Linked DNA regions of Mus musculus: regions 1, 2, 4, 5, 6 and 7 are each linked to region 3. The links are chromatin contacts, called in public HiChIP or PLAC-seq and promoter capture Hi-C maps. All regions are on one chromosome and are shown on one strand. Each heading gives the region's core, a stretch centred on a gene start, on an enhancer-like site or on the middle of the called end of the contact. The rest is flanking DNA. Distances are from core to core; before and after follow the strand shown. Region 1 overlaps Man2a1 (mannosidase 2, alpha 1). Region 2 holds the start of AU016765 (expressed sequence AU016765). Region 3 holds the start of Tmem232 (transmembrane protein 232). Region 4 has its middle 38 kb from the start of 4930583I09Rik. Region 5 overlaps Man2a1 (mannosidase 2, alpha 1). Region 6 has its middle 22 kb from the start of Man2a1. Region 7 holds the start of Dreh (down-regulated in hepatocellular carcinoma).

Region 1 (3,612 bases), core at 1,078-3,577, 920 kb after region 3:
AAGGAAACAAACAGGCCACTGATGACCAGCGGCTGCCCGTTACCTGCACATCCCGGGGCTGACTCCCACTCTGTGAAGCAAACAAACAGTCTCTGGGGTCAGCCTGCAGGGCCAACTGTGGCGAGTGGAGGTGGATGGAGCCTTGGCTGGCGTTGCCTGGTGACCCCCGCGGGCCGTCCTCCACAGACTCGCTCAGGTTGATGACTGAGTCTCTGATATTTGAGATGATCTCGTTGTTCTCAGCGAGCAAACGCTCCAAATGGTCAATCTTTTCTTGCAATATTGAAAGCTGGCCCTGAAAGAAGAGGAAGAGGTGGCTATGGGAACCATGACTGCGGGCTCTGCCAAGGCACGCAGGGGACCAGCGGTCACCCTCCTCTGTCCACTTGTATATGCACAAACACACAGCACATGGGCAGCTAGGTCTGAAATACCTTCTTATAGCATAAGACCTTTCTGTAACCACTGTCTTTATCTAATCTTTAAAGTGTAAGACGATGGCCGGGATATTTACAGATGATTTCCTTGTCTCCCCAAATCCAGGCCTAACCGATCTTAGGGCCTCTAGAACCACTACTGCAGATACATGTTATATTCAAGAGTGAAGTTTGAAATTTAAGCAAAATAGACTGGGGTTAATTTGCAGGGTCAAAAACCATACAAGCTGAATGAGAGTGCTCTACCTCCCTTTGTTAACACATACTGAACAATCTAGAAAAAAATCAATTCATCAACTCTTAACTGCCACAGACATAAGCATGCCCTAATAAGCCAGTCAGGGTGCTTTTATTATGCTGTGTGACATGCAGGGCATTTTTGTTTTTAATTGATCCCCACATTAAAAAGCTTGACATCCTTACAACCTTGCTTTCCCAATTCCTGCAGCTAATGGCAGGAAGATCCATCTCTGACTTGTTCAACCCTGGATGCTCAGTTCCAAGTACAGGAAAGATATTCATGCATTTGTAAAATGTTTCTCAATAACTGCTCTGAACTGTAAGTCTAGGGTTGGGAAGAATGCCACACGGTGGGAAGACAAAAATACCTAAGATATATACTGTCATACATGTGTGTGTATGTATGTGTGTGTTTGAATATACAAGATAGCATTATAAGCAACACACATGCATACGCACACACCACAAACATACACTTTAAAATAAAATTAAAAAAAAATCTTTAATAAGTGTAAGAAGAAAGAACCAGAGATATGGCTCTGGTTAACAGCACTATCTACTCTTCCAGACAACCTGGATTTGATTCTCAGCTCTCACATGGTGGCTCACAACCATCTGTAACTCCAGTACCAGGGGACCCAATGGTGGACACCAGAAATGCAAGTGGTATAGACACACGTGCAGTTAAAACACCCATCATAGAATTTGTTCTGTTTTGTTTGGATTTTTTTTTAGACAGGGTTTCTCTGTGTAGCCCTGGCTGTCCTGGAACTCACTCTGTAGACCAGGCTGGCCTTGAACTCAGAAATCCACCTGCCTCTGCCTCCCGAGTGCTGGGATTAAAGGCGTGCACCACCATGCCCAGCTTCTAAGTAATTTTTTAATGAATAACAAAATCTGAAGACCTTACACAAACTTATCTAAATAGAATATTGATGAAAATTGACAACCTGGAGGAAGCAAAAGGAAAGACATAATATCTACAATGGTGCAATTTTGACAAAACATCTAACTAAAACCTACATTGTTTTTAACCTACTGTGAATATTTGTTGGTTTAACAGTGAGTCAAAGATTTAATTATACTCATAAAGTTGGGTAGGCAGATAAAGTGCAAAGAGGACACAGCATAGCCAAGGAGACCTAGGGTCTCAACACAGGACTGACTCTCTGATCATACCTAGAAGAGAGAGAAATCATGTGGGCTCCAGATCACCAGAGCCCTTTAGTGATAAGGTAGCCAGGAGCCTCCAGCCTGCAGCGCAGAACTATAGATGTGGCCCAACACAAAAAGCTTATTTGTTTAAACTGCCTCTAACATGATGAGGTTTCCTGTATGGCTGTTTTTATAACTAGAGTGTACAATTCCAGAGTATAAACATGTAGATTGTAATACCATGGCCATGCCAGTACACTGGAAAAAGGCTGGCCATGCCCGCCATACCAACGAAGGCCACATCAGTGTTGGCTATGAGGGCCAGCAGTTCTGTGCTATGCAAAGACCTAAAGCCCTCTTCTGCTGTGGCTCCCCATGGAACCCGAAAGAATAAAAAGGCTTGAGAGTCAAACGCACGGTGTCTCTGTCCACACTTCCATAGTTACAGGGAACAAATGGGGAGATTCTTCACACATGACCACATCAGAACAGCCTGGAGCTTCCTACAATTGTTCTGACTCATCCTGCTGAGGAGTTCCAGTCTCGAAACCGAAACTCCCTCCAGAGGCCATCGTAGCACCGAGGTCTCAATCAAGCAAGTCCCCATTCTGTGCAGAATCAGACCTTCAGAGCTGTCGCACTATCTCCCTAAAATGAAGCTTTGGTGTGCTCTCAGAGCTTTTAACGATACTATGCGAGGCTGCCTGAGCATGATACACCTCTCCAAGGTTCTCTGTGCTTGGACGAGGTTCCCCCTGGACCCACATCCTTAGCCCAGCTGCCCACTGTAGCTCAACACTCACAGTGAGGAGGGCAAGGAGCAGTCTAGGGAAAGCTTCTGCTATGGGCCTTGCTCCCAAACCCTCCGTGTCAGAGAAAGACTCAGTATAAACATCACCTGCTACGGTTTGGGAAGAGGGAGCCAACAGACATTAAAGGTGGCTTTCACTTTCATGATAGCTCTGAAGATACAATTAACAACCAGTGCCCAGGGTTCTATAGTAACTTAAGTACGGGTAGAAGAGTGTGCCCTGAGGCTCTGTCAGCATTAATGGTCTAATGAAAACCATTTTTAAATTATATTACACACCGGAATAAGGTCTCCCTCCAAACAGCCAAAATCCTTACCATATACCTCATAGGCAAACTCCACCCACATGGCTGGGAGGAAATGGTGTGGCCTGAAGGGATGTACCTGTGGTGTGCATTAAAGAAACAGAAATGATAGATAATGTTTCAATTACGCTGACAGGTCAAAGAATGCTGATAGGAATACTGAAAAAGACAGTTTTCTGTAGGGCAAGAAACCCACTGGTGAGAAAAGCGTGTTATCCTTTGATTTGCTAATCAGTTCTATGGGGAGGCATCTTCAGCCCTGTTCTGCCGGGGAGGGGGAAGAAGGTCATATTTGATTTTTCTCTGCTAGTGGTGAAAGAGAAGAGCTGAGGGAAAAGCTGGCACATATCAAAGACGTTGGGCAGAGCTAATTTAGAGTCTACAACGAGGTAGACCAGGATCGGTGCCCACTCCATCCTAGGAAAGAGATCCATCACTGTCCACAGCCAACTCTTAACACATTACATAATGATCTGCCCCAGGGAGGACACGGGCTGCTGGCGACGAGAGTTACTGTGACCACTCAAGCACGGCTGATTGTGCATCTTCTTCCTTCAGGCTTCACCTGCAAAGAGGGCTGTCTTTCCTTCCACAGCTCAGAGGCCTCACAAGCAGAGGCCAGGGTCCTCCCAATTTCTAAGCCCAAGCCCACCTCTGTCATCTC
Region 2 (4,061 bases), core at 271-2,770, 990 kb after region 3:
GAGTCAGGAAACTGGGAAAGGCAAGAGGTTGCTGTGAACTGTATTTATCAGTCTTGTTGTTCACACAATTTCACTGAACTCCTAAAAGCCCTGAATGGTAGGTGTTATTATCCCGTCTGCGAATGAAGAAATAGAAGCCTAGGAAAAGTAAAAGCCCTGCTTCGGGCTGTAGAGCTGGTTTTCAATTCTGACTCCTACTGTCTCAAGGTGAATTATGGTACTTTACAGGTCACGGGACCCTGGCCCGTGCGTCGGCTCCTTTGATTCCCGTGATCCCACTGGGATGGACACAGCTTGATGACGATGACATACGTTCTAATTCATAAAACCACCAAGGCTACAGGAGGCTGTGAGCTTCTGAGATCACACAGAAACCGTGTGGCTGAACTAGAAGCCAGGGAGGGCTCTGAAAGTTGCCAGTGTTTTCTCCCTAGCTACTGAAATGTATTGTCAGATGTCCATGAACCTGGGCAGGAGATGAAAGAGGCAGAAAGCGAACTACCAGCTAGGAGTAAAACCATGAGAGGATGGGTAGGTAGCCAAGGAGGCAACCTATCACAGGAACTTGTTGGCAGGCAGGATGGAGCCATGGGGAGTCTGCCTAGGCTCAGAGTTTTAAGCAAAGGCCAGAATAAACGTGCATCCTGTCTCAAATTCATTCATCTGCTCAACAAATGGATCCCAAACACATGTCAAGCAAGGAGGTATTCAAGAACCAGTAACGCAGACAGCTATCAGCATGGTGGGAGCCATCGCCTCCGAGTCGAGCCTAGATCTTACACTCCAGGGATGGAGGACAGCTAGTTTGTGTAGCATTTGTTATATATATAATTATCACTTAGGGCTGATGGCAAGTCACCAAGTCATGCCAAATGACTCATAAAATTCCCAAAAAACTTACATTTACAATACCACTGAAACCATCCACTTCTTACTATGTATGTGACTTATGTATCCGTTGAGTAGGTAGGCAGTTCTAAAGGGGGTTGAGAACTGTTTCCAGGTGAAGGGAGTGGTGTCAAAGTTGGGAAAGTGTAGTGATTTTAGTTTTAATGTAGACAGTTTTGAGTTTTAATGCAGTAGGAGGTCAGAAGAACCCAAAGCATACCTAGAAATGCCTACAGGTAGTGCTAAAAGGAATATATCCCAGGCCATTTATCCTTACCTAAACAAAGAAACAAAACTAATCCAATAACCAAGAAAACAAAAACAAAAGCCTCCCACCATCACCAATAACAGACCAAATCCACAACAATAGTATTTATAGAAAAAAAAAAAAAAAAAGAGGCAAACTAGAGGATTCATGAACTACCTACAGCTTTAGCCAATCAACCAGTTGACATTTTAGCTTAACTAGTTAATTGCTTAAAGCTGATAATGATTGTCCAAAGGGTTTCCTACCACCAATCAAATTCAGTTCCTCTGATTATTCTGCATTGGTTGGTCCAGAACCTTCTGGGTTCTTGTTTTCCAGGAGAAAGGGTAGAGTATTACTCAGCACCTGCTAAGAGTCTAGATCCTTGCTCTTCCTGACTCAGGAGACAGACGACTTCAGTAAGTCCGACTTCCCTCCCGCTGTTCTGCTCCTCCAGGCTCACTTCATCCAGCCAGGTGGAACTTGATGACACATGATCCCACACAAGAATACACCGAACTGAGTCTTACTGAGGATCCGTGCTGGCGTGGACTGGAGCTGAGGTCAGGAGGTGAGAAGCTCACTGAGAAGAGGAGGCAGACAGGTGCCTCCAAGGCAGTTGGGGGAACACCAAACCTCTTCTATCCAGCTTGATTGTTCTGCCTGGGGCTGGCAAAATCTGCACATTCTAAGCTATCAACAGATATAGAGGGCTAATGAGAAGAGATGCGGGTCAAAGAAAGTAAGGTAAGATAAATGGGAAGGATTTCCTGCCTCCTGTCTTCTCTAAGAACCATGCAAAAGGCATTTGACAGCAAATAAGAGTGTACAGCTGTTATGGCTTCCCATGGAGATTAAAGGCCAGTCTTGGCAATACTCTGCCGTACTTAGCAGCATGTGTGAAATCACTCATGGAATGCTTTTCACTCTGTGCATTTTATCATTTTTTTAAAAATCCATGGTATGAGACTGAATTCTTTGTCCTTGCGGTGAAGTGAACCACCAGACTGATTTTCAATGATAGTACAATTTCTGCCTACCTAAGGAAGGAAGGGAAAAAAAAAGTTACAAGTGGTGTTTGGTTCTACTTGGGAATTTCTGAAGGCCTTCTAGGGTGGGGTTTACTCATGGTGGTTGATAACCAGGAAATGCTCCATGCTCATGGGAAATTGGTCACATGTCTTGGCGATGACAATATAGTTAGTTGGGGAGGGGGTGTTAACTCAGACTGTGTAAATAAAACTGACTGAAATCTTTGGGATTGGGTAAATATGTCAAAGAGACAAAGTCAAACAAAAAGGTCTCAGAAACAAGCACCCATTGCCAAGAAAGATCCTCGTCCTTGCGGCACCGAAGCGTGGTGATCAATGACAATGCAGAGCTATGATGACGCGCTGAGAGGATGCTAGTGGGGCCTGAAATCCTTGCCAGCCTTGAGCTTCAGCATCCTCCCGTGGCCAGGCCCATACACACCGCAGCTGTCAATCATCACCATCATCTATTTGGTGTGTCTGACTGTTTGATTCCACAATCTGAATTCTTGATGAAACAATAGATTCTAGCACATTTCCAGCAACCCATGATGATTCCCAAAACACATTTCTGATCATAATTTTTTTTTTAATATAAACATCTTTCAATTTATAGCTACTTGGGCCTATTTCATTTCTTTTTTCTCTCCGGGTCACTAGAACTATGATATATATATATGTGTGTGTGTGTGTGTATGTGTGTATGTGTGTGTGTATATATATATATATATGTATGTATGTATATGTGTGTGTGTGTATGTATTTGTTAAAACACCATCACCAACTTTTATCCCAAATTTCAACACTCAGGGAACCTAAATTCCTAATTAGAGTGAAAAACCCCAACATCAAAAAATTAGAAGTCCACAAAAAAAACCCACACTGCCTCTAGAACCTAGTTTGACTACTTCCTTGATCCCAACATATAAGGACACTTTGGAAAAAAATGAAAAGAGAAAATCAAGTGTCCCAAGTAACCATATGATTTTTCTTCAGCTTATCTGTTCCTGCTTTCTTCAGACTTACGTATTATATTTTAGATAGGTATGATGATAGGAATCCTAAGATTTGTGTTATTTGATCTTATGGGTATTTTAGTAATCATTCAGGTTTTTGCTGAATATAGTAAGTACACAGAACAGTGCCTGAAGCATAGCGTTTTAATAAAGAATAGCAGGGACGAACCCAACACTCTTGAAAAGACAAGTTCTGTTTTACGCTAACCTGAACATTCTTGGATTCCAGGTAGAGAACCACAGTTGTCACCTGGAGACTCCGTGTGGTCTTGCTCCACCCTTTTCTCTTGCTCTGAGATGTTTCTGGTGTATTCTGCGGCAGGTTGCAGAAGCCTCTGGCCTGACAAGGGCTTCAGGTTCTACCAGTACTGTGCTGGGCTGGTTCCAGAAGGCTTCGCCTGTCACTGATTGCTGTGACAAGGAGGACTTGCTTCCTTGGTAACTAGCATTTGCTTTGCTTCAGTACTGAGACCGACTTGCAGGCTTAAACAGACACCTCCGAGGTAGACTGCCGGTGGTTGCGAGGACTGAGACAGAGCCACCCCACTTTGATGTGGCGGAGCACGGAATATGAAGCTAGGTTTTGCTTGGATTGTGGTTTAGTAGACGGAACCAAGGGTTTTGGTGTCCAGGGTTGCAGTGTTTGGGGGTACCATGGAGCTAAAGGGTGTTCATAAGTAATTGAGGGTGTGCCTTTGAAAGGGTTTGGGGCCCAAGCCTTCCTTTCCCCACCTCCTTTTTCCCTCTAGCCTTCCCAGCTTGTGATGTGACCACTTGCTCTGGTGTGTGCTTTGACCATGGTCATCTACCACCTCCACCGGTGAATTTGTAAATTGTGAGCCAGATAGACGTTTGCTCCTTTTCAGTGGAACAACACAC
Region 3 (3,633 bases), core at 380-2,879:
CATCTTTCTTTCTTTCTCTCTCTCTCTCTCTCTCTCTCTCTCTCTCTCTCTCTCTCTCTCTCTCCCTTCCTTCCTTCCTTCCTTCCTTCCTTCCTTTCTTTCTTTTTTTTTTCAAGACAGGGTTTCTCTGTGTAGCTCTGGCTGTCCTGGAACTAACTCTGTAGACCAGGCTGGCCTCGAACTCAGAAATTCACCTGCCTCTGCCTCCCAAGTGCTGTTTTGCTTGTGTGCTTTCTTTTCTCTTTTCTTCTTCTTCTTCTTCTTCTTCTTCTTCTTCTTCTTCTTCTTCTTCTTCTTCTTCTTCTTCTTCCTCCTCCTCCTCCTCCTCCTCCTCCTCCCCCTCTTCCGTTCTTCTAGTTTTTTTTAACTTTAAATTTTTTTTTTTTTTATATTTTACCATTCTATTGATCTACCTGTCTGTCGCTGTACCAGTACCATGCAGTTTTTATCACGATTGCTCTGTAGTATAGCTTGAGGTCAGGCATGGTGATTCCACCAGAGGTTCTTTTATCCTTGAGAAGAGTTTTTGCTATCCTAGGTTTTTTGTTATTCCAGATGAATTTGCAGATGAATTTCCAGATGAATTTCTAATTCGTTGAAGAATTGAGTTGGAATTTTGATGGGGATTGCATTGAATCTGTAGATTGCTTTTGGCAAGATAGCCATTTTTACAATGTTGATCCTGCCAATCCATGAGCACGGGAGATCTTTCCATCTTCTGAGATCTTTAATTTCTTTCTTCAGAGACTTGAAGTTCTTATTTAAAGAGAGAGAAAGGAACATACAGTTGGGTGGGTAGGTACGGAGATGGGGGGATCTGGGAGGAATTTGGGGATGGAAATACATGAATCAGAATATATTGTATGAAATAATGTTTTTTAGTTAAAAAAAACTATGCTTCACCCTCTCCAAAAGGAGGGGGGGGGAGAGAGAGAGAGAGAATACAAAAGACCTATTTGATAACCTTAGTTCATGCTAACGTTATAGTTTCCACTATGAGTCTCTTTTTTGAAGCACCCAATTATTTTTAGGAAATTTATGTCATAGGAAGATGTACGTACACTGGTTTCCCCATGTAACTAAAAATGTTTTCCGTCAGTACTTCCAGGTGTGAACATTTGTAAAAACCCAATCTTTCCTTTGTTAGTCGGCACAGGTAATCTTACAGGATGTTTTTAAGGCATTGAATTTAAACTCGCCCCCTTGTGGTTAGTATGTGTCAAAACACCCTGGGTATTTGGTGACTCGTATTTGGTTGCTGTGACAGTCTCCAGATTTTCTACAGAAAGAAATTTGCCAATAGCAACTTCTTCCAAAGATATACGGTCTAACAGGGCGTTAGGCATGGAGGACGTGCTGACTGCTGCCAAGGCGTTTTTGCGGCTGCTGGCAGCTACACACAGTACACAAGGAAGTCACGCGGAGTCACAGCTGTGAGCTTTTCGGTCGTCTTAAGCCAACGAAGGTTTTTTGTTTTTTGTTTTTGTTTTTGTTTTTTGTTTGTTTATTCGTTTGCTTGCTTGTTTGGATTTATTGCTTATAATCTGAGTACACGCGAGGTGCGGGTGGGGTAGGGCTGGTGGAATGACAGCTTGTGATTGGCTAAACCCTTGAGACAGTTAAAGGTCAGCCAGCGGGCTCCAAGAGCGACTTACACAGCATCCTTAGCAACCAGCTGGAGAGCCTGGCGGGAGCGCTGGGGTGAGTAATTGTAGCCCCTATTGTCGGTGACTTGGGGAACTAGGATTACGGTCCTATCCTTTAGTAACCCAGACCACAAAAGACCCAAATGTAGGTTGAACTTCACCCCCTCAGAGTCCCAAAAGCCCCGTCTCGAAGTTGAAGAGACTTCTAGTCATTGGGAAACTCCAGACCTATTTACCAGTTTTACAGTATCAGGCTCCAAATTAGAGTCTGTGCCCTGCAACTTCCGCTAGCTCCTTTGATAGAGGCAGTGTTTTGGGGAGAGTATAGAAGGTGGGGGAGCTCTGATAACTGTTCTAGGGCTTTGCTGATCAGTGTTCATGGTCCCCAGCAACTCAGTTCTTCCCCCACCCCGTCTTCCGTCTTCTTACCATCTCCCCATTCTCCTCGTACACGTACACTTTTGGATTTTCAAAGAGAAAATTCCAACATAAAGATTAGTACACGGAAAGGGCAAAGAATAGATGAAAACAAAACAAAAACTCACAAATAACCTAGAAAATAATGGCAAAGTTATCACTCAGGAAGCATTCCTGGAGGTAGGGAAGAGTTGGGTAGAAGTCTATAATTAAAGTTCATCTGATCGATGCCGTCTTCTCTGTTGTCTCTGGTCAGATTCTTTAGAGTTGTAGTTTAAACCTGGTGTTCCCTGATGCAAGCTACATGTCCAAAGGCTTGGTTTAATTTTTATATGACCTAGTTCTCAGAAGTCGCCTTTGAAGTCACATATTCTGAAGCTTGTTTTAATTGAAGCTTTAAAAAGCTGTCCAGAGATTAATAATAACTTTCTAGAAAGAAAAACACACAAACTGCCAAGCAACCAGGCATTTTGTTGGAGCTATTTCAATACGTGCTATGTCTCAGAAATGTTTTGATTTCTCATGTAAGGCTTCAAGGTAAGTGCTAGATTTCCATTTTGCTGATAACTATTGAACATTCCCCAAAATGTATCATTCATATAATTCCAGGAAGTAGTGTTCTAAAAAGTTGCTCTTGTCAATAAATTTGGAGAAAATTACATACATATCACATTATCTGTCATTCAAGATTCATTATATATGCACATATACTAATAACCCCCTAAATCTTACAGCATGTCAGTCTACACAAATTTGTTCCACACTGCACTTTTGGGAATTACTGTTTTAAATTAACCACACTGTTGTTTCCTCCTCCTCCTCCTCCTCCTCCTCCTCCTCCTCCTTCTCTTCCTCTTCCTCTTCTTCCTCTGGGTTCATTTCTTCAAATATTTCTGGTTGATTCAGTTTAAGTCCCCACTCCCTCAAATCTTTTCAAAACAACTTCAGCAAGTTAATGAATTATTCTACCCCCACTACTTTGTATTCCATTTCAGCAGTAACATAAACAATTTGCTAACTGTTTAGGACTATTGGTTTCCTGCAGTAACCTAGCAGGTACTTTGTTGAAACTATGATTCTAACATGGTATCTAGCATCTTGCAAAGGCTCTATAATAACTATTTGAATAACTAGAAGTAATCATTAATTTCCCCCTTTATAATGCCTGTCTTGTAGAAGACCAGATGCTTTTAACAGCAGCCCCCTAAATGCAAACCGTGGCCATTTGGTGATGGGAGATGGTTTTTGTGTAGAATAGGTTTGAGTGGAGAGGTGATGGCCTTGGGTAGACCAGGGGACAGGGATCTGTGAATAGCTCAGATTGCTCATTTGTGATTTTTAAATAGAAATCCCAGATTAAGAGCAGCGTTTGAGGTCTGAGAGGGGGAAAGCAACATGTATGGTTTTCTAAGTATCTGTCTACAAGTTGGGAGTCCAAAAACACTCTGAAAAAATAAATTTAGATTTCAAGAGAAGTCAGACTGGAGGTAGAGGCCTGGGATGGGGGTGTCATTAGTCTGTTATACACTTGACGGCATAAGATTAGATTGTGCCAACTCCAGAGAGAGAA
Region 4 (3,552 bases), core at 572-3,071, 670 kb after region 3:
TACAAGTTGTTAAAGCCAGAATAAGCTATGACGGCAACAAAGGAAGGGGAGATGAAGATGGAGAGTCCTTCTTTCAGTAGATTTTTGCCCTATTCAAACAAATTATTTAAATATGTATCTTTTATTTGACCAAGGAATTATCTCATATGAAAGATTTCAAAGGTGTAAACCTTCTTTTTAAAAATGTCATTTGATTCAGGATGACCACCACCTATGGGGATATAAAGCTCTGTATAGATTAGTCAGGTCTTACATGCTTCAAAGACATTTTAGAAGCCAAGCTGATAAAAATCATTTCTAAGTGCGGATTCTCATTCAAGTAACGAGTACAGAATCAGGCTGCATTAATAACGGAAAGGTCTTACGTGACTAAGTATATACCAAAGTCTGAGAGTTACTGTAAAGCCAGATTAAAAGTGAATGCTCCTGTGGCCATTAGTATGCATCACCGTCTTCCAAAGGGAAGGCAGTGCTAAGAATGGGCTGCTTGGGGCAAGGATGGTAAGCAGCTGCCCAAGGACAGACACAGGTGGACAGAGACCACAGGTGGACAGACACCGATCACAGGTGGACAGACACCAATCACAGGTGGACAGACATCACAGGTGGATAGACACAGGTGGACAGAGACCACAGGTGGATAGACACCAATCACAGGTGGACAGACACCAATCACAGGTGGATAGACATCACAGGTGGATAGACACCACAGGTGGCAGACAACACAGGTGGATAGACACCACAGGTGACAGACAACACAGGTGGACAGACATCACAGCTGGACAGACATCACAGGTGGATAGACACCACAGATAGACAGACACCACAGGTGGACAGACACCACAGGTGGATAGACACCACAGATAGACAGACATCACAGGTGGAGAGACACAGATGGACAGACACCACAGATAGACAGACACCACAGGTGGATAGACACCACAGACAGACATCACAGGTGGACAGACACCACAGATAGACAGACATCACAGGTGGACAGACACCATGGGTTAGGGTTCAACACTCAGTGCTTATGGCTGAGGTCAAGGCACAGAACTTCTTAAGACTTGATCAACATATATGCTGAACCTCATGAAGGTTTCAAACCAAGATAATAAGGTCAGACACAAGATGCTCAGCCTAAGCATCACTTTGATGTTGATCTAAACGCTAAAACTATTCTATCTGGATATTCCAGAGGTTGAAGCTGAGGGGTGGGTAAGAGCCTGTCTTTGTGTTTCCAGTGTAGACCAGAGCTGTACTGTGAGTAGAACCTTTTCTTGCCTTCTTTTTCTATTAGGCTCACACTAGTGGTCTAGGAAGCAGGGCCATCAATCAAGAGGCTGCTGAGTTGGTGGGCAAGGAAAAGCATTCACTCTTGGAAACACGGGAAACTAGGGTGGGCTTCGGGTGCAGAAAGATATTGTTAGTAAACGGTGTGAAAACAAACACAGGGCTAGGGAGTTGTTTAGTATCAAGTCTTCAAATCCCTCCCATAAACTATGGTAAATAATTTTGGGTTTATCCGGACTGTCTCCAAATTGAGGCAGGATTTGGGAAGAGTACCGATGATGTCTTGGTCGTTTCCAGAGGAAAGACCGTTTCACTTGCTTCTTACTATGTCTCAAGACATATTTCATGTATGTTTTATTTAGAATTTTATAATGCTAGAAACATGATAACAAAGGGATCTCTTAAGGAGAACCCTAACTCTCTTCAGAGAGTTAAGAACGGATTTGCACGATCTCATTTAAGGTCTATAATCTGCAGCGTGAAGCCATGACAGTAGCTGCAATTCCCCATACCACCACTAGCAGGCACTGAAGTGTTGAAATGCTGAAGTAGGGCTGGAGAACTAAAGATCTCTTTGTTTTAGCTCCTTTCACGCTTCAGGAGCCAATGCAGAAATGAAGAGGGACCTAATCCTGTCAACCAGAACAACTCACCCTTCAGGGCAGACATTAAGACAGGTGCAAAGTGGGGTGTTTTAACTCCTAACCCCAAGGGCTACAGTCAGCTCCTGAGCAGTCAGTTGGAAAGCGCAGCTTTCACTGGCTTTATTTGTTATGCTTATATTCTTTGTTCTTCTAGTTTCCCTTCCCGCAGGGAACAGGACTCCAAGCACAGAAGGATTCTCCTTCCTGTTCTCTGAGGAATTTCTTGCAAGAGGGGACAAAACACTTCATTCTATCCACAGTGCTTGGAGAGACAAAAGCCCCTGAGGGAGCTAAGGTTTCTAGCTAAAAGCCTCCCAGAGCTGTTCTACCAGTCTTCGCCTTTCCTCAACGATGTCCCTGAAGGTCCACTGTAATGTGCACACTCAAAGGATTCCTCTTCGTACACAGGAAGGGATGTAAATGGGAAAGGGCAGACTCAAGGACACAAGGACATCTTGAGCAAAGAGAAGGACAGAGTCAGAAATTGAGAGCTTCCTCGTGCTTCCCATCAATTGCTCTCCAAGTAGACCACTGATAGGGTTAACTCTAAGAATATCCCCCCAAAGGACAAGAAATGCCCAGAAGGGAGGTTTTTTTTTTCACCTACCTGGCAAGGTTCATGCCAAGACTATTATGATCACTGAAGGGGAACAAAGGCATAAAATAATGCTTTGCCAGGAAATCAAAGCAAGAGAAAAAGCCCTGCATAGCTATAATGAGGTATCAGGCCTCACTGTATTTCAAATTGAGGTTTCCAAAGTAGTTTTGTTCTCTTTTTAAAAGGGCTTAATTATACTGATGCTCTCAAAGAAGCACGTGACAATGGGTTTATTAGCATGTTTTCCAGAGAGCTGAGCTGGTATGAGTTAGAAACTAAACCAGTTTTATTCATATATTATATTATATCATATTCATATATGTGAATATATATTCATATATTATATCATATTCATATATATATGTGTGTGTATGTGTATATAAAATTTGGAGTTCTATTTTCAAACTCTGAAAGTGGGAGTATTCATATTTATAGATCCCCATGTCCACATAGAAATATGGAAATATGTAGCAAAGCTACCAATGTCTGCCTTTGGCTGCATTTCCAAGGAAGAATCATTCATGCACTGTACGAAGTACCTATAGCTGTTTTTTGATTCATAGAGAAGAAACTTAGAAAAATACAGAAATTTAAAACGGTATCAAGGCATGTATTTGTTGAGTTTTTTTCCTTAGATTTATGAAATGGTGCTTTTTCATGATAGCCTACTCCTCAGGGAACCCATGCAAAATAATGTTTAATTAAAACAGAGAGCAACCAACATGGACTGCCAGATATTAGCATCAGTAACTTACCATACTAAAAAGAGGGCTTTTTTCCCCCACTGGGACTTTGCCAATCAGGCCAGGCAGAAAACATTCTCCAAACCAAGACCTGCCATGGGAACCTCTCCTCTGTGTCTGGAGGTTGGAAGTCTATGCTATAGCTGAGATGTTGCAAGGCTTGCTATTCTGGTGACAGCACACAGGGAAGCTACATTTCTAGGATGGGGCAGGATCATTCATTGATTATCAGAGAACTGTGTCTTGCTTAGGAAGACAACCCAGAAAAGGCAGC
Region 5 (3,696 bases), core at 730-3,229, 900 kb after region 3:
CCCAACCTTTGCTGCTATCAACATTAACAGCCCGGAAGGGTATCTTATATCCTCTTTGGTGAGGCTGCACCTAGCCAATCTCTTCCAGTGTCTGAGGTGCCAAGTTCTCGCCCATCACAGTTTTCTCCTCAGAACCTCCAGTGTCTTCCCCATCCTCTCACATCTTCTCCTTGACTGGGGTTTTAGTCACATCCTGAATACTGCAGGCTTCCAAACCTCACTGAAAACAACATGCTTTTATAATGGTGTGCTTAACTGTGCCCTCTTTGTTCACTGAGAGCTTACCCTGGATATTAGCACAGTAAATATTTGTCCAATGAAGAACATAGTCAGTAGGGGAAGGCTTCTGAGGTAAGATAATACCTTCCCTGAGTCATGGGAAAGATTACGTATGAAATTACTCAATGCATAAAACAATAACGCGTATGAAGACAGCAGCAGGTCGGTATGCCAGAAGTCAGGGCATTAAGGAGGCATACATAAGGGTGAAATGTAAGGTGGGAGGCAGCCAGAGACAAAGGCAGACACTTGAGAGCTGAACAAGACATCGACGTCAAAGACTGGGTGCACTTTGTGACCTTTGAGCGTCACTAAAGCACCTTAGAGCATAGACATAACAAGGGGAGAAAACTGTGCTGATAAAGCAAAGTGCAGGCTTGGCAACAGGAAGACAACTGGGGATGGGATTAGAGGTCTGAGTCCAAGAACCCAGAGCAGGCTGAGCTGAGATTCCAGCCTAACTGGGCAAGGCACTGTGTTCTAGGGAAGCATCCATGCTCTGGCCCTTCCTGCATGCCCACTAACTAACAAGACACCTGGCCCTTCCTGCATGCCCACTAACAAGACACCTCAGGCCGTAAAAGCCAGAGGTTTGCTGAGGTTTGAACACACCTGGCACACAGCACACACTCAACAGGCTTGGGATCTTACCAAACCATTAACCACGGAAGATGAAGGAAGTCAAGTCTGGGCTTTAGACTCAGGAGTACTTCCAGTGCTGGTAACAGCATCCTGGAAACAAAGGTGGGCAGATGTCTACAAGTTCGAGGCCAGTCTCGTCTCACAGACAGGGCAACTAGCACTAACACAGAGAAACTGTCTCAAAAACAAAAACAGTGACTGGACATCCCAAATCGAGTGTCACCTCACAGGTGAGGAAGCAGTCACTTCAGAGCTGCATGCTCTGCTCTGATGAAACGCTGCAGGCTCCTCACACCACTGAAATCTGCAGCTGACTTCAAACTTCACAAAACACACTGACTTCACGCTCTCTGCAAATTTTACAGCAGCCTTTGATTAAACCCCATAAAATCTGACCGGTATAAATGTATAATAATGAGTCTGTGTAACAGCATGAATGGCCCATTTTTCTGGGAAAACCCAAAGTGTGCATGAGTTAAGTCTTAGGATTTAAGCAAGAAGCATCAAATGCTTCTAAGCTCAGTGAAATTTTTACTTAAATACAAAACTGAAGAAAAGGTAACAGGGTGCTTAGAATATCAGATGAAAAGCCTGTGCCTTCTTGGGAAAGTGTCAGAGCACATAAATATGATAAAAATACAGTCTACACTGACTGATGCGCAGCAAACACAAAATGTATATTTCACAACATACACACACACACACACACACACACACACACACACACACACACACAAAACAAAAAAACAAAAGCAAAAACCAACACAGTGTAGCTGGTCAAGACATGAACACACGATGTTTCAGGTTCCAGCCAGTCAGCGAGTTTCTGCACTAAGCACTGGTCATGACAGCAGAAAGAGATGCAGCATAGAGACCATCCCACTATCTTGGGGCCCAGGGCAGAGCTGTCAGCCAAAGGAAAAGCTAAGGGGCAACACTTGACAGCATCAGTCAGCCACTTCACATCCCAGCGGATTAGAAACATTACCCAGCACTTCACCACAGACGGCCAAAACTAGCCACGTGTAAAGCCAGGAAGGTAAACAAAACAAGCCTGTACAGAAAACGTGCTGACTGCTTAATGGAGGGGAGTTTCTTTGAAATCCTCTGGACAAAGGCTCCAAGAGGGCACAGCAACTATAATTGGTTAAATTGTTCTGAATTACGAAAGGCAACATGTTCCACATGTCTGCATGGATCTCTCTGTTAGCTAACTTGAGTTTCATTTTTAAAGGTTTATAATGCTGAGTGGTGCATCACGATGAGGGACTGATCGCATGACACGTCTGCTGTTTCTATTAAGTCCAGCATCAATCTGTGCTCTTCCAGGGGCAAGGAAGGCTTCAGTGGACTCCAGTGGAATCCAGAGGCTGCCACACAGCAGATAGCTTGCAAGTTTAGGTTTCAACATTTGCTCTTGTAGCTCATTTTTATAAAGAGGAAAAATAAAACATTGTACAAACATTACAACAGGAGCCCCCAAAATGTTGCCAGTTATCTATTTACTAGTTAAGAATTTTAAATGACGAGAACAAAAATCTGAGGCTGTATTAAGTTTGCTGCAAAATGCACAGACATGGCCTGTTGTTTAGGAACACTGTGGACTCTCAGTTCAAGTAAGAGAACAAATGCCATTGCCCTAGATCACTGGTTCTCAACCTGTGGGTTGGAACCCCCGGGGACAAGGGGTTGGAGGTTGGACCCTTTCTTGGCAGTTGCCTATGACCATCGAAAAGTACAGATATTCATATTATTTTTCATAACAGTACTAAAATTACAGTTATGGAGTAGCAATGAAAATATTTTACGGTTGGGAGTCCCCATAACTGTATTGAGGAACTGTATTAAAGAGTCACAGCATTTGGAAGGTTGAGAACCCCTGAACTAGATCTACAGTCAGGTGGCATAAGTGAATGCAGGTGAGTATTTATAGCTAGAAGAAAATTTCAAAAAATTTAAATAAAACTAAAACTCAAATTTCTGAAAACATTTATATTTATTTATTTATTTATTTATTTATTTAGGTTAAGCAAAATGGCTCCGCTCCCTCCACTGAGCCAAAGAAGCAGCTTCCAAAGAGCTTTCTTAAGACGGCAGACTGAGTGCACCATTACCATGCGGGTTTAAATACTGAAATGAATCATACAAAAGGGACATTTTGGCACCCATCAAAACCAGGCAGATATTAACCATTTTATATGGCATTGCCTACATAAAATGGACAACGACAAGGAGAAAACAAGAGATGAAAACACACCAGGGATGAGCCAAGACAGGACCATCATTTCTCTCTGAGCTCACAGATGACTGCCTGAAAAGCCAGAGTGCTCTGCCATGAACTTGATTCTCAGAGGCTCCAGCACTGTCCCTCTTTTGTAGAGCCAAGTCCAGTAAGAAAGCTGAATGTTGGACACTAACCACAATCTCTTTCCTTTCAGAATTTTCTCCCCATGCACACCACTTTTATCAGCTCCAAACCATGAACCTCCTACCTTGGTTTTCCTGTGTTTCTAGAGTTAGAAAATGATAATTAGTGAAGAAAAAAAAAATGGATGGATTTATAGTTTATCCAGAAGTGGAGAGAGAAAGCCTGCGATATGTTCCCAGTGTTAGCAGTGTTACAGTTCTATAGAAGAGATGAGCCAAGACATATGGGACAGGCGTGTGTTGATTTATGTGTGTGGAAGGTGTTAGACCTGTCTAAAGTCTCTTCTGGTTGGCCAGTTCCTCATCAGCCCAGGGAACTCTGCCCTTTCCTCTACAAGCTTGGGGAAT
Region 6 (3,854 bases), core at 321-2,820, 960 kb after region 3:
CAGTGGCTCAGATCTCAAGATAAAATGCTCCATTCACATCGAGCAGCGATTAAATACGCAGGGCATGAAATAAGCAGCAAGCTTGGCTTCGAAGCCATCTTGCAAACTGTATGCCATCCAAGTCAGACCATATGCCTTTAAATCTAGATGGCTTCGTCTCCAAGAGAAATCTAGCTGCTGCCTCAGCACCAGCATGGCAGGAGCCTTCAGCTGAGGGAGAGAGGCAGTTCAAGGCAGCCTGAGAAATGCCTGCTAACAGGTGTGCCCGCATAACAACTAACAACTAACAACTCTTAGCCATCTCATTTGGGATGACTGTTCTGTTCAGTCAACAAAAACCTTCAAACTGGCAGCTCAAACCAACGTTGCCCTTAAGTAGCTCACTGTGACATCTGGGGTAATCTTTGTCTAGGAAACTTCACCACTACTTTTCCCCCTGACCTCTTCAAAAAGAAAACTCCTCCAGTTGGCATTTAGTCGAGGCTCTGCCCCACAGTTACCTGGCAACATCCAGGTGTGCCTGACTCACTATAAAGGGGGCTGCTTGCCCCTCCTCTCTTTCTTGCTGTCCTCTTACTCCTGTTCCCCCCTCCTCATCCTCCTCCCCCCACCTCTCTCCATGTGTTCATGGCCAGTCTCTCTCTCTCTCTCTCCTCCCCCCCTTCTCTCAGATCCCCTCCCCATACCCTGAATAAACTCAAATCTGGAAGGGATGCCTCAGCATGGGCCAGCAGAGGCACCCCCTTCCCCCACACCTTATAGCACCTCCACCAAACATATTCCTTCTCTGCTTATCTTTTTATAAAACACAACACCACACACACACACACACACACCCCTACTCCACATAGGGACGGGCCTACCCCTGTGCCTGACCCCTAAGCATAGGGTGCAGGCCAGCCATGAACATGTGACAAGAAGACCAATCTGAGCCCAGATACGAGAGGGAGTCTTTCACCCTTGGGATTAACTGAGTTAGGAGAGTGGGACCACGAGTATTCTGGTGGTCTTCTTCCCATCAGATGAGGCGTTTCAGTGGACAAACACCATCAAGAATGGAAAGGAAAAAAAATGACTGGGAGGGAGGGAATGGGGGTGAGTGCAAAACAGAGTCCCAAGGGCACTGCAGAGCTCCCAAGCCTGTTGGTAGCTCAAGTATCCGGATGAGCCAAAGATGAGTTAAACAGCTCCTGGCAACATAGGAGAGGCTCAAGAAATGTTACCAATAGTCCACTGTTTGTTCTCCTTGTTTGATACATTAAAGCCATCCTATCTTGTCTCTCTCTTAGCAAAGCCAGTGAGACAGAAGGGAAGTAGATAGGCCTGCTGTCCTACCTCAAAGCAGAGCTCCCCCGAGTCTCATAGATGGTGGCTGTAGCCCAAAACATCTTGTCCCACTGTGCTCACACACTCAGACTCACACACTGGTCCCACCATAATCAAGGAAAACGTTTCGGTTTTGTTTTTTTTTTTTAAATGACACCTCATTTCCTGGAAGAGGAAGGAAAAGAATTAGTTAAACCCGAAAGTGGAAACCGCGGCAGGAAGTGGGTTACATAAGCACTTGACAGGCATGTGGTTTTCTAAGGCTATGAAGCGCCAATCTGTGCTCACTTGGCTGTTGGCCAGCCGCACCATCCTAGGAAGCAGGCAAACTAGAGTGTTAAAAATACAAAATTTATCAACTTGACAGTGTTGAACCTCATGAAAACAAGAGATCGTGGCAGTAATTAGTGTTAAATATTAATTGTGATTTAAAATTCAATTACTATAGGACAAGTGAGACCATCATTAATGATGGTGTCTGCAAAATATACATCTTGTCACCTCTATACATTTGGGCAGATAAACCATTTGCTTGTACAATAAATGCTATTGGTTGATGATCCAATTCGGTTATTTTTGTCATACAATCTGTGTGGTACAAAAGTCTTAAAGGTAATTCCTAAGATCTTATGTTTGTGATATTTTCAGACTCAATAAGCAATGCCATAAAACTATACAATTTAGAACTGAAATGGATCTTACAGGCAAAAGAAACTAAGGTGGAGAGAGGATTAATGTACTGGGAAATGGCAGGGCTGGGACCTCACGTCGTGTGTCCTTGATTTCAGCTGGACATCTCTCTTTTATACCCTATCTCGAATAAGCCATAACACAGAACATTAGTGACCTAGAGGAAAAGATTCCTAAAGTCAACTTGTCTAACTTGTTCATTTACAGGTAAAAAATGGGGCTCAGAAAATGAGGTTCCTGAAAAGGAGCCAAGCTAAAAATATTGATTTCTACAACAGTGTAGAAACATGTTCATCAAAAGGCACAAAATATCCCACCATTTAATTTCTGCAAGAGTGGGGGGGGGGATGACAAATACCCCAGCATTCCTAGGAAATTCCTAGTGATTTGCCAGGCCAGTTAGGAAGATTTGTGAGAGTCACAGAGTCTCACAGTCAAGCAAGTGCATGATCGAATATAAACAGCTGAGCTAAAAACTAGAACCTCCCACAGGCTTTTGGTGTCTTCCTTTTTGTCCATACCCACTTAGATATAGAGACTGCAGCTATTTCTGAAAGTAAAACTTGCCTGGCTTCAGCTAAATAAATAAATAAAAAACAAACAAATAAATAATAAATGTTCTTAAATAGCCCAAAATATCAAGTTCCCATTCTGGTTGAAGCTCTTAATAGTTCTGCTCTGGGGCTGTGGGGTTAAACTCTGCGTTTATCTGTGCATCTCTGCCTCTTTCCATTTCCATATAGGATATGTGTGACAAGTGGAGATTCCCGAAGACAGTCTCAGCTCCCTCCACCCCACCTCCTCTCCCCACTCCTCCCACCCCCGCCTCTGAAAATTAGTGGAGTTAAGTCATTCTATCTAAAGAAGAGAAGGAAGATTAGAAGCAAGCCCAAGAGTTGCCTGTCCGCCTACAGGAGAACATTAACATTGTTAATGTGTTGGAGGCTTGGCTTGACTCCCCAGGGAAATGGTTGGTAGAGGCAGAAAATGTTTCAATCCTATCTTAGCCAGGGGGAAGGGCATACTGGTTACTGTTTGTTTTATCTTGTTTTCCTTTGCACTATCTCAAAACCTCTCGGTTTGGCATTACTAACAACAAAGAACAAACAAATGTCAAATCAGATTAAGGAGGAATTACCAACTGCTTGCTCTCTTCAAGCTTCCTGCTAAAACCCTACCAGATGTTCAGAAAATAATACTGTCCTTGCCCTTAAAGAGTTCATGGACCTGTTAGAACAGGATACTTAATAACAAAAGTGTCCCATAGATGTGTTGCTTTTGGGTAGCAAGGAAAGAGCAGTAGTTGTGAGTAAGGAGATAGCCCCGGCCCCAGGATGAAGGGAGTCCCTTTGAGCTCCCTGTGACTTAAACAGTTTTATTTTGTTTACTTGCTTTCTTTCACCTTCAAGGACCAAAACTCTTCCTGTGACCTTCACAGTACATCCTCACATCCTACACTCCTAGTCTTTTGTATTGGAAAGCAAGATGCCCAAAGTCTTGCAGAGATGATGAGAAGGAGCCCGTTCTTCATTTCTTGCTTAACACACTGTTGGCACAGGGAACAAAGAGACTCTGGCCAAACCCTCCTTTGATCCTGATGCTGAGCGATTAGGTTGAAATGAAATGTGAAGTCATTGATCTTTCATTCTTTGAGAACGAGATGGTGGCTGTGTTGCTTGTTTTTTTATTTTTCTATTTCCTCGCTCTGTGTACCTTGGTCTTTTATACAAATAGTTCCCCTGTTGGGCTACCTTATTTGTTCTTCGGTTATATTCTGATTTGCCTGAGTCTTGAGTAAACAAAGCAGGCTGCAGCCACCTCCTTAAACAAAGAATAAT
Region 7 (3,688 bases), core at 1,161-3,660, 770 kb after region 3:
AATGTTCTACATTATGGATATACAATAATTTTAGACAAATGAGATGCATGAATATTTCAATTGTTTGTAATTTTGACCTACTGTACAGAGGAAGGGCTGGCAAACTTCCTATGAAGGATCAGATAATAAATATCTTAGGCTTATGCAAACAGAAAGTCTCTGTTGCAATTATTGAATTCTATTGTTGTGACAATAAAACAGCCAGAGATGATAAATTTAAAAACGAACATGGCTGTATTCCAATTATACTTCATATTCAAAACTAGACAATGAGCTGGACTTGGTCATGGGACATAGCACATAGCTTGCTAATCTATGATATATGGTTTTGATGTATGTTTCTGTGTTTACATGGTTTTGCTTCTTCTATTACTGTGTCTTTAAAATTCAATGTGTACTTTCCCCTGACATCTTTCCCCATCTCTTTGCATTTGGTTACTATTGTTACATATAAACATGTGCTCACATGTATGTACACATGTGAATATATACATACAACATGCTGAGCCTACTTAATGCTGCTCAGACGCCTATGGTTTGAGGCTGACCACTTAGTGTTGAATGGCCAGGACATCTGTTGTGAAATTGTGTCTTCTATATAGGACAGAGAAGTTTCATCCATGAAATGTCAACAATGTGGTAGTCTACACCAGACCTGAACGATAACACCGCCAGTCACATACCAACAAGGGCACGGGAAATACCACCAAGCCCCACCCCTAGAAGAAGAGTCACTGGCATTTAATTACTGCTGGCACCTCTAGTCACAAGGAGCATCACAAGGGCTCCACTGTCATGACTGCGTCTCTCTAAATGTCACATTGTAAGTTAGTCTCCTTCACATGAATTTTGGAGAAACAAAACAGTAACTCTATAATATTGAATAAAAACATGGATTTTAGGGTTATAAATATTAACATATAATTATCAGATTTTTCTACATTGTGTAGTCTTGTCAAAGTCTTTGAAGCATCTAATTCCCTGCATATTAGCATTAGTACCTTATTACGGCTTATTTTATTATTCAATAAGTTAGGGGGTAAATGTATTATTTTGGTTTAATTTGCATACTTTGATTACTCATGAAGATAATAACATGTTTATTGGTGACCTACATTTTTTATCTAGGAATCTCCCATGTATATATCTTCAGTCAGCTTGCCTGTGTTACCATTTTTCTCATTGATTTTAATAAATTCTTTATACATGAGAGAGGTCATGTCCTATTTACTTTCTGCATTTGTGTGTTGCTATGACAACTAGATGTGACCTATAATACTCAGGGTATTCTGAAGCACTTGTTCCATGTTGTCCCTCACTCAGCAGGTCAAGCTCACTGAAGTCAAGATTGCTTATCCTCATTTTTGTCCTCACAGTGACAGTTTCTGTCTTATAGCTGGTATACCACATGTGATTGTTAAATAAACTAATAACACATATTGAAAATACCTCTTCACTTTCTTTTGTCTGTATAGCATCTCTGGCAATATCATTTTTAATTCTTATCATCAAATTAGTTATTTCTTTGTATTGCTCAGGCTTATACCAAGGTTAGAAAGACCTTTATTCTCAAGCAATTAAAATATTTTCTTTTTATTTTATTGTACTTATAACCTTGGTTATTCAATTGCATCTTTAGTGTACAAATCAACTTTCATCTGTTTGTGACAGGCACTCAGTTTCATTTGTTTTTCTAATCAATGCCTTACTATTATTGAGTGATCACCTCTTTACAATCAGTATCAGATGAGGTCATCATATCCTAGCTTGGACTCATGTGACAGTGGCACATTTTGGTATCTGACACATTTGCGATGGGTATCTCTGTCTGTTTTCTTCTTTCCTGATTTCTGCTCTTTGCTGTGTTCACGTAAGAGCACTTTCCCGGTGACCAGAGTTTCAGTTTGTCAACTTGCTGCTGGGTCTGCCAGTCATTTCCTACAGGGTAAGCCAATAAGCAGTGCACTGGATCACAGAAGCTTAATTTTCAGCCTGGCTTCTTAGCTCTCAGGCTCCATCGTCATACAGGGCTGACCTGCTTCATGGCTACTGTGAGACTAGGGAGCGGGGCATCATCTGCATCTAAGAGGTAAAAAGCTCCTGGTGAGTGAAAGCCATTCATAAATCCCATTAGGGACAACACCCAGTGATGTCATGTCTGGGAGATCTTACTCACCATAGCTGAATGGAGAAGAGTGTCATCATTGTTGTCGTCATGCACAAATGGAAGTGAATCCTTGAAAACAGCTCCTGTTTCCCTTCCAGATATACTCTAAGCTCCCGAGCATTACACACACCAATCGAAGCTGATAGTGATTTTGAAGGAGCTCTAGCAGGCCTGAGGATGGCAATCATGGCTCTAGTAGGCCTTGCCCTTCTGCCTTGCTAAAAACCATTAGATTATAGTCCTGCAACTAGCCCTCAAGGTCCATTCCCTTATTTCACCTCTTCCTCCCCGGAGGCTGAGTATCAAAGTTCAGCCTCAGTATTGAAGTCCAGCAATCAAAAGCCTCCCTTTGGCCACCTTAACAAGCCCAGTGGGAAAAAAAAAAAAAAAACAACTCATCCTAACATGGGGGTTTTCACAATTTCACAACACAAACTACCATTTGTCTATGGGTCATGTCTGTTTTCTCTCTATCCAGAGGCTGTCGTTTGCACGACACCCTAGACAAATTTCTCTCTTGTCCTCTCCCTCCTGCCTTTGTCTCTTATTCCCTGCCCTTTGTCAAATCCCCTTCGGCACTGCCATTTCCTAAGGGAATGGTGTAAGTCATGAGGCGAGCACAGCTGTTTTGACAAGGTACCAGCAAAGCTGAGTCACATGCTATGAGTCTGAAGTCCTTTACTTTTGGTTCACATCTCTGTGTGTTAAACTTTTGGGGGGCGGAGCTATAAGCACGACAATCCACCCAGGTCTTCTCTGACAAAACTGTTTATGTATTCTGCTAAGAAAGTCCTCATGTACCAGCCCCTGCTCTTAAGGAAATAACAACCCTAGTGGACCCTACTTGGGAGTCTTCCCTGTGCCTTGGAGATTGTTATCTGTCTCTGGGTAAATTCATGAAACAAAAACAATTAAGAATTGTTTAAATTCAGAGGGGCTGACAAGGCTCAGCAGGATAGGAGAGATGACAGTAAATCAGAGCAAAGAACTCCTTCTACAAAATATTTAGAATTTCTTAGAATTATAACATACAAGAAAAGAGACTATACATACAAAGCCCCTAGTAAGAACTCCATAACACAAGCTAGGATGACTAAGATAAGATGATAGCATGTATAGGTGATGTAAGAACAACATAAAAGAACCTAAGAAGAATAAGGCATTAGGATTTGTCATTCTTGGAAAGAATGGCTCACACCAGGCTGCTGTATTGTTGATTAATGTAGAAACAAAAGATTGTTTTATTAAACAAATTCTTACAAGATTATAAATAACTGCAACAAGACTCCTAAGCCCAAATTCTCAGGCTTAGGCAAATCTGCAAGCAATATAGCTGACCACTAAAAGTTGATAATATACCTCTTAAAGCGGGGTGATTCACCTAGACTGACTCAGATTCTATCCATCCTCTATCTATTCTCATCTTGAAACCACTAAGTGCTGCCAGCTTGAGAACAGTCTGTTACATGCTTGCTTGCTTGCTTGCTTGCGCTAAAACGATTTTTAGAATTTTAGGAAAAA

What was found. Promoter capture Hi-C pulls out the DNA fragments that hold promoters and counts their contacts. HiChIP or PLAC-seq counts read pairs in DNA pulled down with a chosen protein or histone mark.
Region 1: a promoter capture Hi-C map of hematopoietic stem and progenitor cells shows a contact between it and region 3, with 3 times the contacts expected there. The contact joins the enhancer-like site here to the promoter of Tmem232 in region 3. A contact is called at or near these places in 7 of 39 promoter capture datasets (the 3T3-L1 cell line, 3T3-L1-derived adipocytes, cranial neural crest and 3 more), 1 of 484 Hi-C or Micro-C datasets (cortical neurons) and 2 of 115 datasets of contacts at active chromatin or transcription factors (embryonic basal ganglia and forebrain).
Region 2: a promoter capture Hi-C map of embryonic stem cells shows a contact between it and region 3, with 5 times the contacts expected there. The contact joins the promoter of AU016765 here to the promoter of Tmem232 in region 3. A contact is called at or near these places in 9 of 39 promoter capture datasets (the 3T3-L1 cell line, the HPC-7 cell line, cranial neural crest and 5 more) and 3 of 115 datasets of contacts at active chromatin or transcription factors (embryonic stem cells and large pre-B cells).
Region 4: an H3K27ac HiChIP or PLAC-seq map of embryonic stem cells shows a contact between it and region 3, with 3 times the contacts expected there. The contact joins the enhancer-like site here to the promoter of Tmem232 in region 3. A contact is called at or near these places in 2 of 39 promoter capture datasets (frontonasal cranial neural crest and hippocampal neurons) and 2 of 115 datasets of contacts at active chromatin or transcription factors (embryonic stem cells and large pre-B cells).
Region 5: a contact with region 3 is called in a promoter capture Hi-C map of second pharyngeal arch cranial neural crest, with 8 times the contacts expected there. The contact joins the enhancer-like site here to the promoter of Tmem232 in region 3. A contact is called at or near these places in 4 of 39 promoter capture datasets (the 3T3-L1 cell line, embryonic stem cells, hippocampal neurons and 1 more) and 1 of 115 datasets of contacts at active chromatin or transcription factors (large pre-B cells).
Region 6: a promoter capture Hi-C map of hippocampal neurons shows a contact between it and region 3, with 6 times the contacts expected there. The contact joins the enhancer-like site here to the promoter of Tmem232 in region 3. A contact is called at or near these places in 12 of 39 promoter capture datasets (the 3T3-L1 cell line, the HPC-7 cell line, cranial neural crest and 7 more) and 1 of 115 datasets of contacts at active chromatin or transcription factors (embryonic basal ganglia).
Region 7: a promoter capture Hi-C map of hippocampal neurons shows a contact between it and region 3, with 6 times the contacts expected there. The contact joins the promoter of Dreh here to the promoter of Tmem232 in region 3. A contact is called at or near these places in 1 of 39 promoter capture datasets (hippocampal neurons), 1 of 15 datasets of contacts at CTCF or cohesin (large pre-B cells), 2 of 115 datasets of contacts at active chromatin or transcription factors (fibro-adipogenic progenitors and large pre-B cells) and 1 of 9 other capture datasets (adipose tissue).

What each region holds. Positions count from the first base shown.
Region 1 is chr17:64,621,211-64,624,822 of GRCm38.p6, reverse strand. It overlaps Man2a1 (mannosidase 2, alpha 1), which reads right to left. Exons shown (of 22, transcript NM_008549.2): 2 at 44-295. Among named protein-coding and RNA genes, the nearest start is that of Man2a1, 21 kb to the right of the region's middle. Within about 2 kb of position 2,327, at least 106 of the 459 cell types and tissues checked have an H3K27ac peak or open chromatin away from gene starts, as enhancers often do. A contact at or near this core is called in hematopoietic stem and progenitor cells, where this site is marked.
Region 2 is chr17:64,553,049-64,557,109 of GRCm38.p6, reverse strand. It overlaps AU016765 (expressed sequence AU016765), which reads left to right and starts at 1,520. Exons shown (of 4, transcript NR_045899.1): 1 at 1,520-1,706.
Region 3 is chr17:65,538,778-65,542,410 of GRCm38.p6, reverse strand. Tmem232 (transmembrane protein 232) reads left to right here and starts at 1,629. Exons shown (of 15, transcript NM_001008973.2): 1 at 1,629-1,701.
Region 4 is chr17:64,872,265-64,875,816 of GRCm38.p6, reverse strand. No RefSeq gene overlaps it. Among named protein-coding and RNA genes, the nearest start is that of 4930583I09Rik, 38 kb to the right of the region's middle. Within about 2 kb of position 1,821, at least 31 of the 459 cell types and tissues checked have an H3K27ac peak or open chromatin away from gene starts, as enhancers often do. A contact at or near this core is called in embryonic stem cells, where this site is marked.
Region 5 is chr17:64,642,049-64,645,744 of GRCm38.p6, reverse strand. All of the region lies in intron 4 of Man2a1 (mannosidase 2, alpha 1), which reads right to left. Among named protein-coding and RNA genes, the nearest start is that of Man2a1, 42 kb to the right of the region's middle. Within about 2 kb of position 1,979, at least 23 of the 459 cell types and tissues checked have an H3K27ac peak or open chromatin away from gene starts, as enhancers often do. A contact at or near this core is called in second pharyngeal arch cranial neural crest, where this site is marked.
Region 6 is chr17:64,577,632-64,581,485 of GRCm38.p6, reverse strand. No RefSeq gene overlaps it. Among named protein-coding and RNA genes, the nearest start is that of Man2a1, 22 kb to the left of the region's middle. Within about 2 kb of position 1,570, at least 48 of the 459 cell types and tissues checked have an H3K27ac peak or open chromatin away from gene starts, as enhancers often do. A contact at or near this core is called in hippocampal neurons, where this site is marked.
Region 7 is chr17:64,765,833-64,769,520 of GRCm38.p6, reverse strand. It overlaps Dreh (down-regulated in hepatocellular carcinoma), which reads right to left and starts at 2,410. Exons shown (of 2, transcript NR_105051.1): 1 at 2,177-2,410; 2 at 1,590-2,082.